3 separate regions of the Mus musculus genome follow, and regions 1 and 2 are each linked to region 3. Evidence: chromatin contacts called from public HiChIP or PLAC-seq and promoter capture Hi-C data. All regions are on one chromosome and are shown on one strand. The core of a region is the stretch at or near the end of the contact, and the rest is flanking DNA. Distances in the headings are between cores, read along the strand shown.

Region 1 (3,065 bases), core at 544-3,043, 520 kb before region 3:
ATGTAGAGACAAAGGCCCCTAGGAAGCTTAAGATGTTTTTTTTTTTTAATTTTTCTTTCAGAACTGAAATACAAACTATAGGGAGATAATTCTGTTTTTAACTGCCTTATGCATTTAGGTCCTTTTTGCCTACTTACAATTTCAGAGTCTGAAATAGCTTTAATCTCTACCTCAATTGATTTTTAGAGCACCTTAGGAAATAGAATCAACTGAGTTTACACTTAACTCAAGTGTTTGTTAACTTGTGCAAGAGGAGGGCAGAGGAAAACTTGAATGGATCAATTCTCTTATCCCATCTCATGGACCTAGGCATAGTTTGGTGCCTTTATCTGATGAGTGGTCTTAACAGTTCCCAGGTGACTGAATGCCTTTTCTGGAAATATAGACAATTTATTCAACAGTATTTACTAAGTATCTGTGAGACACAACTTCACCTGTGAGTGAATAGCACTGTCTGACACCAGTAACAGCAGGGCGAAGGTTTCAGGTACAGTACAACATACAATACTTCAGTGCTACCGAGTCAAAATGCTGTTGAATTAGTGATGCTAATTCTATCAAATGAAGTTTGTCAATCTTTAGTACCCAAGGGAGCACAAAGAATCCAGCAGATGGCAGTAAGGAAACAAATATTTTAGGTCTTGAAGGCAGAGGAAGAAATCTGAGGTTAAGGAATGGGAGATATTTGATGGATACTCTGGCCCTGGGTTCCCTTTGGAGGAACATCTGGATAGGTGTCCAGGCCACTTTAGAACCAATAAGCTGGAGGTTTTTTCCCATGCCTTTTATTTATTCATTTCACAAATAATTATTGAGTGATTACCTTGTACAAAAATGTGACAGGAGGTGGACATAGAACTTTAGCACACAGTCTTTGCTTTTCAGAAGCGCTTGTTCAAAAAGGCCTTCCCTAGGCTTCCCATAATATTCACAGCTGCTAGGGTTCTTTGTAAAAACTGGGCAGAGGGCTGGTGAGATGGCTCAGTGGGTAAGAGCACCCGACTGCTCTTCCGAAGATCCAGAGTTCAAATCCCAGCAACCACATGGTGGCTCACAACCATCCCTAATGAAATCTGATGCCCTCTTCTGGAGTGTCTGAAGACAGCTACAGTGTACTTACATATAATCAATAAATAAATCTTTAAAAAAAAAAAAAAAAAACTGGGCAGAGTTCATATGACAACTAGGCTAGAGTAGAATCCCTCTGTATTTCTATGCCCTTTGGAGTATAGATAATTAGCAACTGAATGCTAAGGAGGACTTTGGATAGGGGGAGGTTATTTGATAGTCTGTAGTCTTTTTTTTATCAGGTCTTTTAAACTTTGTTTTTATGTATTTTTCTTACTTTTCTTCTTATATTGTTGACAAATCCTCATTGCCTTATTTATCAAATATTTACATTTAATGAACTCTGTCGCTGTGTCTAGCACTGTTTGAAGTAAACAAAACATCTATTTTTATGTCTTTAGAAGGAAGATCCCACAAGCCGACACCTTAAACAGTAAAGGCTGGAAGAATTCTTGATGGTTGTGATGTTTTGTAGTGCACAAGAGCTTAACATTTCGGACTTGACACAGAGCTGCGTTCCGAATTCTTTCCAGGACTGTCATTTGAGGAGCTCAGTCCATCTCGGTCCAGCTGATTCTTAACAAGAGTTCTTAGCAACCCGATCAAAGATACGAACCTATATTGGCCTACTGAGCCACCGTAGACTCACGGTCTACGGTCGGTGGATTCCTTGGGGTGTGGCATCATCTGTCACGTGATCCGAAGTCCCCTCTGATTGGCTTCTCTTTTCTCCGGCTAGATAGACGAACGCCGAGAAGCTGTGGCGCATGCGCAATACCGGGGTTTCCTTGGCCGCCCACCCTGAGCCGAGCGGTGGAGTTGGGGATAAACAGGCAGTGGCTGGGGAGGTGAGGGAGGGGGGGCATTCGCTTTTGGGGGCACCTCAGGTGCCTAGGTTTTCCTTTAGGTTTGTTCTATCCGAGACGCGGGACTCCCGGGGCCCGGCTCAAGTGTTCCTGTCTGGTAAGAGAAGGTAGCTTTGGCGGAGAGCAGTTCAAGTTGCTAGGAAGGTGCGAGACTGCAGCTCTCCCCCATGCCGGGCAAGTGGTGCGGTCCTGAGCTTGTCCTGGAGCCTGAACAACGCCTGTGAGAAGCCCGCCGAACGCGGGTTCTGTGAAGAGACGTGGGGAAGATTCGATTCCGAGAAAAGGAAAAGCCGGATTGAAAGGGAGCGAAGCCGCTGAGGGGGAGGGGGCTGCCAAGATGGCGTCCGCCTCCTCAGGGCCAGCGGCGGCCGGGTTTTCATCCCTTGATGCCGGGGCCCCTGCTGGTACCGCAGGTGAGTCGGGTGGGACGCGGGCAGCCGACTGAGGAGGACTGTGAGATGGGAACAAGACCGAGTCCTGGGAGGGGACCTGTGGTTGAGGATGTCCGAGGGGTTGCCCCTAAGGGAGGACAGGACCGGACTTTGAAGTAGACAATTCTATTACTAGAGGAGTCTGGGGGAAAGGATGGATGTCGCTGAGAAAAAGGGAAGCTGACGAAAACTCACACAGTGTCTCAGAGGCGACTGCGTTGAGAACTTTGAGGAGGAAGGATGGAGACTGAAGGTTGGGGGTTAAGAGAGAAACGACAACAGGAGTGGAGAAACGAATCAGTGGAGACTGAGGATACAGCTTAGTAGTGGAGATCTCGTCTAGCATGCATCAGGATCTGGGCTTAATAAGACAAAATAACGTAAACGGAGTATTGGTAGATAAAGGTGTAAGGTAGATACCAAAGTGATTGTGAAATTAATAGATCAAAATGTTGAGGGGATTATGGAACTTAAAAGTAATGGAGAGTCATGGGAATTGTGGATTTTATTGGGAGTAAGTTCCTGGAGTGGCTTTCCGCTCAGACTCCCTCCCCCACCCCCCGCCCGCCCCCCTCCCAGTGCGTCATTCCTCCTCTCATCTCTTGTCAGCAGCAGCCAGCCACATGCTTACTTTCTCACATTAACTCTTTAGGGGATTCCTATCTTTAGGTTGTACAACTGTGGAAAGGAATGAGGAGTT
Region 2 (2,764 bases), core at 93-2,592, 560 kb before region 3:
ATGACATCAGAAATTGTTCTCTGAAGCCCGGCGTGGTGGCACACACCTTTAATCCCAGCCCTTGGGAGGCAGAGGCAGGCAGATTTCTGAGTTTGAGGCCAGCCTAGTCTACAGAGTGAGTTCCAGGACAGTAGGACAGTCAGGGCTATACAGAGAAACCCTGTCTCAAAAAACCGAAAGAAAGAAAGAAAGAAAGAGAGAGAGAAATAAATAAATAAATAAATTGTTCTCTGGTCTACACACATGCACACACTAAATATGTTTTTAAAGACTTTTATTGTTTGTATGTATGTGTATTCTACATGTGTGTAGGTATCCAAGGAGACCAGAAGGTATTAGATCCACTGGAACTAACTAGTGGTTATGAACCACCAGATATAGGTGCTGGGAATAAAAGTCAGAACATCTGGAAGATCAGTGAGTCACTGAGCCATGGAGTCGCTGACTCCAGTCTCTGGAAGCCCCCAAATCAGTTTTTAAATCCCTGAATCCTAAGGCCTTTTTTTGGGTTCTCAATCTGTGCTGAAGAAAGCTATATAATTCACTCCTTTAAAGATTTGTGTGTCTGTGTGTGCCCAAGTGTATGTTCATGTACTGATTTATTCAGGTGACTCTGGAGGCCAGAAGAGAACACTGGAATTCCTGGAGCTGGAGTTGTGGGTGGTTTTTCCAAGACAAGAATTTTACTATGCAGCCCTGGCTGGCCTGGAGCTCACTCTGTAGACCAGGCTGGCCTTGAACTCAAAGATTGGATTGTCTCTGCCTCCAGAATGCTGGGATTAAAGGTGTAGTTTTGCCTCATTGGAGTCTACCCTCATTTATCAGGCCCTTTAAAGCTATTAAGCTCTGTACTCCAGCGTTTTGGCTCGATGCTGACACCTGCTGGTCACGCATGGCTCAGCAGCCCTAACCTTGGCACCTACCTCCTGCCTGCTCTGGCTGGGGCAGTCTGTGCCAATCTTACCTTCTAGGGCCTGAAGATGCTTGTATAATGCTGTTCTACTACACCACTCGATGATCTTTCAGTACTTCCCTCACTGTCTCTCACATTAAAATCTGGACTCTGCACGGTTTTCAGTACCACAAAAATATTAGGCAGCAAGAAAGAAGCAGACCTTTTATTAGGTGGAGGTGTGTAAATCCGTCCTTGCCACTTCAGAGTTGGTGCTTCCTACAGAATTCCATTCCTTTTGACCTTTGTCTTATTTCTAGGTGGCTCTTGGGACACTGGACTTCTTGGTGACAGTGATGATGAACCGGAGGTGGAGAGTAGATAGGCGGGGCCTGGGGTGGGGCTAGACCAAAGGGCCTCTTAGGAGCTTCTCCATTCTGTGAGCTCTCAGAAACATCCAAGGCCAGACTGGCACCCAGCACACGGCAGGTGAGAGTCTGGCAATGACAGAGGGTGGGTTTCGGGGTGACACTGACAGGATATCCTGACCCTTTCACCTTCACCTTTCTTTCTGTCTTGTGAAACTCTCGCTTGTAGAATTCTTGGGTCTCCCCCTCTCTCCCCAGAACCATTTTAGTGTATTTAGTGGATGGGGCAAGGCTGTCTGAGAGTGAGACCTGGCTTGGGATGGTGGCTGAGTCTAGAGCTGAGGGACAGAGATGCACATGGGGTAACGACTAGAGATTTAGAGATCTACAGTATCTTCGGACATGGAAGTACAGTGACGCAAAGTGAAAGAAACCTTTGCTAGGCTAGAGATTCATGAGGGTCACGTAGAGGCTGGGACAAAAAGAGCGAGTGACATAGCTACCCTGGGAGGACTGGGGACCTAGTTGGAGATGGCAAAGGGAGCAATAGAGAGCTGGGTAAGAGGAGGGCAGGTAGGGAAGGAAAGCGGGCCCCTATAGAAAAATCATCTCCAGTGTGAAAGATCCACAGGGCAAGGCAGAAACAAATCAAGATGGCAGGTTCCCATTGGAGTGATTCGGCTGCCGGAGAGAGCCCCCTGGCTGTCCTCCCTCTGAGAGGACTCCTATTTTCATTTGAGGGAGAGGGTGAGGTTGCTCCTTCATTGCGGTCACAGCCACATCCTGCAGAGCCGGGGAGGGGGAAGTAAGAAGCAAAACAACCAGAAGAAGCACAGTCAAGGCCCATGGTGAGAAGACCCTGTCCGTAGGCACAGGATATACCACCAAGAAGGCCTCGCTCTGCTCAGCCTAGCCAGCCTGAGACCACTACCTGCTGCCGCAGCCACCCTTCAAAAGAGCGCCCTCCTTGTTGGAGGGCGAATGTGGAGGGGTTATTTGACTTGTAGCCTATTTTTTCTCATAATTTGTGTCTGTTATTTATTATGTATATGTGTGAGTAGAGGCCAGAGGTGTTGGGTCTCCCTGGAGCTAAAGTTATAGGTGACTGTGAGCATCTGTTGTCTGAGAGTGTTGTCCCACTCCTTGAAGCCTGTTTTCATACTTACTAGGCCAAGTTGCTTAAGATCTCTTAGCTTTGCCCAGAGGTGGTGGCACATGCCTTTAATCCCATCACTTAGGAGGCAGAGGCAGGCAGATCTCAGTTCAAGGCCACCCTGGTCTACAGAGCGAGTTCTAGGACAGCCAGGGTTATACAGAGAAACTTTTGTCTTGAAAAAACAAAAACAACAAAAAAGAGTCCTTCAGTCTGAGATTTCTCTCTGTAAAACAGGGCTTGTCACCCATATGAAGTTGGTAAACCAAGACAGTTAATATCAAACACTTGGCACACAGTAGGTTCTTTAAAAAAAAAAAAGCCAAGTGTTCTATTTAAGATTCTGGAGAC
Region 3 (3,039 bases), core at 392-2,891:
AAACCAGATTCCATCATTATGTTGAAGCAAAACTTATTCTATCTTTATTATTTCAGTATTTCAGAACTAACCAAGAGTCTTCATCAGCTTTGTTGTAAAACAAGGTTACTTTTATTCCTTTTGTTTATAATGCAAACCTTTCTTTTTAACCTTCATATGTATGCTCTAACTGTAGTGACTTTGTGTCTCCATTCAGTATGTTTCAAAATCTCTTAATCCCCCTATTGCTTCTTCTGTCCCTTGTAATCTTAAAAACTCTCCATGGCCAGTAAACTCTTTCAGGGGCTTGTTTGTTTTTATAAATTATCTGCTTCTTTTAGGTTCATAATTTTTTACTTGTGTAACCTCATCTACCAAGCAGGGACTGGGCTAGTGCTGTAAAGCGTTAATAAGTTCTAGATGTAAAGACTTGGTACATAGTCATGTTGAGAAAGGTAGTTCTTGGTGCTTCTCCTCTTCTTCTGCTGGATGCCAAGAAGGAAGACTCCTGGCTCGTTATCTCCAGGTTATTTCTCCGGTTGGGGGGTTGTGTTAATATGTCACTTTGGGAGATGAAGTAATGTCCCCCTCAGGACAAAGAGCAAGTCTACTGTATTCCTTTGTACAGAATGGCAACCTTTCCAAGTTGTGTGTCTTAGGCTCTGATACCTTAGGGGAACATCACTCATCAGAGCTCTTTATCTACATGGTGCTTGGTGGGGAAGAACTGAGAATACCTGAGGAGGCTGATACTGTTTCCTTTGTCTTTGCTTTGTGGAATCTTGTGTATTCTACAACATCTACTAAACAGGAATGGATTAACTAGTGACCTTATCAGTAGGGGGAAATCAAATACCAAAGTGGAGCAGTGATGGCGTAGATTGCTATGTGCATTATTTCTGTCATTACTTGCTGTCACCAGGCACCCAGCTCTATCAAGTTTATATCCTGCCAGATCGCCAAAAACACCAACTGCATGCTTTCTAAGAATTCTCTTGTGCTATTGGAAGAAATGAAATAAACAAGATAAAAGCAACTTCAAAACTCTTGCTAAATTAAAATTATTGACCACTTTAATATCCAGTTCTAAATCATGGAAGCTGTTGTTTTCCTCCACACATGCTTTTTTGTATGTCTGTATATAGCCGTGAAGTTGCAATAACATGGAAAAGAAAGTTGCGCAAAAACAGCTGAGCTTTAAATGCTGTTACATAATTGCTGCTTGACTTTGGTAACACTAAAGTTCCGTATCCTAATACTTGAAATAAGGAACCGAATTCACGATCTGGTTGTATCACTTGATTGCTGGGGCTTTGTCCAACATGAATATACAAATGAATAACCGATTCAAGATTGCAATGAATCACCAACTAGTGGTCGGGCATAATCCCAGCAATCAGGAGGCAGAGGCAGGTGGATCTCTGAGTTTGAGGTCGGCCTGCTTTACAGAGCCAGTTCAGGACAGCAAGGGCTACAAAGGGAAACCCTGTCTCGAAAAAACAAAACAAAAAAAGATTCTCATCATCCAACCAAGGAAACTTAACCAGAGCCCAAAGCCCAATAAACCACAACTCCCAGAAGGCTTTGAGCCCGGATGCGTCATGCACCATTTGCAGAACTACATCTCCCAGGAGGCCCTGCAGCGCCCAACCGTCTGCTTCTCCCGCCTTGCTCCCTTTTCCTCACCCCCTCGCAGCGCGGTGGCCCACTAGCTCCAGCGGTCGGCGGAGCGGGCGCGCGCCGGGGTCGCGCGGCTGCCGGAGGGGGCGGGCGCGCGCCGGAGGAGTGGAGGCGTAGGGGGGCGGGGGACCGCTCGCTTGCTCGCAAGATGGCGGACGAGGACGGGGAAGGTATTCACCCCTCAGCCCCGCACCGGAATGGAGGCGGCGGCGGGGGGTCTGGGCTCCACTGCGCCGGGAACGGTGGCGGGGGAGGCGGCGGCCCGCGGGTCGTGCGCATTGTCAAGTCCGAATCCGGCTACGGCTTCAACGTGCGGGGCCAAGTGAGCGAGGGCGGGCAACTGCGGAGCATCAACGGGGAGCTGTACGCGCCGCTGCAGCATGTGAGCGCCGTGCTGCCCGGGGGGGCGGCCGACCGGGCCGGGGTGCGCAAAGGGGACCGCATCCTGGAGGTGTGAGTATCGCTGCCGCCACGCCCCGTCCTCCTATCCTTCGCCTGTCCTGGCCCCGCACCCTGTCACCCAGGCCGCACCTCTCTTAGCTCGAGAGCCTGCCGCGACCCTCGCCCCCCGCGGGCCTTCGCGGCCCGGCTTGGAGCCTCCTGCTTTCCTGGCGTCTCCAGTTTGTGCTCTCCCTGCTGCTCCCATGCCTTTGGCTGCTCTCAACCCGTTTGCCTTCTTCTATAGCATGCCTCTTTCTGCCCCTTACTGAGGGAGTCTCCTTTCGACCTAGCCAGTACTGTGTCCTCCCCAACTTTTCATCTTTAGCATCATAGTTTCCTGGTCGCTGCCACTCCCCTCAGACCTTGTGGACTGTCCCTTCTGCCCTCTAGACCTGATAGGACCTGTGGTCAGCTCATTTTCCTCTGGAGGCATCATTTCTCCCCACCTTAACCCTCCACCCACTTTCCTTAGTTATTCCCCGTTATGATAAAAGCACACCGACATTTTTGCATCCACCGTTTGGCCTTTTCTCCCCTCTTCTTCTTTGTAGTCACACCATCTCGAGTATACCTTATCACATGCGTTTTTGGGGGAGGGGTTGCAACCTGATTTTCAGGCTAGCTTCTCCATGGCTACATTGCTTTTGAGTACAGCCTTTTCTGGCTCCCCGACTTCCCACGTGCACCACTCCTCACACCTTGGAGTTCGGTTTAATAGTGCTCCTAGCTCCTGCTTCCCTCAGACTGCAGTCGACTTAGGTCTTTGCCCGCTCCGTTTTCCTCCTGCTCTGTGCTATTGCAATCCTACACTTTAAATTTCTCGACGTAGCTTTCCCTTCTCTTTTTAAGGCCCCTTCTGCTGTTGCAACCCACCTTCTGCTGCAGTCTTCCTTCATCGAACTTGTTCAGGCTCACTTGTCACCACCACATCCCTTAAAG

What was found. Promoter capture Hi-C pulls out the DNA fragments that hold promoters and counts their contacts. HiChIP or PLAC-seq counts read pairs in DNA pulled down with a chosen protein or histone mark.
Region 1: an H3K27ac HiChIP or PLAC-seq map of microglia shows a contact between it and region 3, with 4 times the contacts expected there. The contact joins the promoter of Pip5k1a here to the promoter of Snx27 in region 3. A contact is called at or near these places in 1 of 39 promoter capture datasets (pre-B cells) and 2 of 115 datasets of contacts at active chromatin or transcription factors (microglia and pancreatic cancer cells).
Region 2: a promoter capture Hi-C map of pre-B cells shows a contact between it and region 3. The contact joins the promoter of Tnfaip8l2 here to the promoter of Snx27 in region 3. A contact is called at or near these places in 3 of 39 promoter capture datasets (liver, pre-B cells and stem cell-derived epiblast-like cells).

Annotation. Positions count from the first base shown.
Region 1 is chr3:95,105,658-95,108,722 of GRCm38.p6, reverse strand. It overlaps Pip5k1a (phosphatidylinositol-4-phosphate 5-kinase, type 1 alpha), which reads left to right and starts at 1,793. Exons shown (of 15, transcript NM_008847.3): 1 at 1,793-2,347. The coding sequence starts at 2,272.
Region 2 is chr3:95,140,932-95,143,695 of GRCm38.p6, reverse strand. Tnfaip8l2 (tumor necrosis factor, alpha-induced protein 8-like 2) reads left to right here and starts at 1,342. Exons shown (of 2, transcript NM_027206.3): 1 at 1,342-1,381.
Region 3 is chr3:94,581,318-94,584,356 of GRCm38.p6, reverse strand. Snx27 (sorting nexin family member 27) reads left to right here and starts at 1,641. Exons shown (of 12, transcript NM_001082484.2): 1 at 1,641-2,112. The coding sequence starts at 1,808.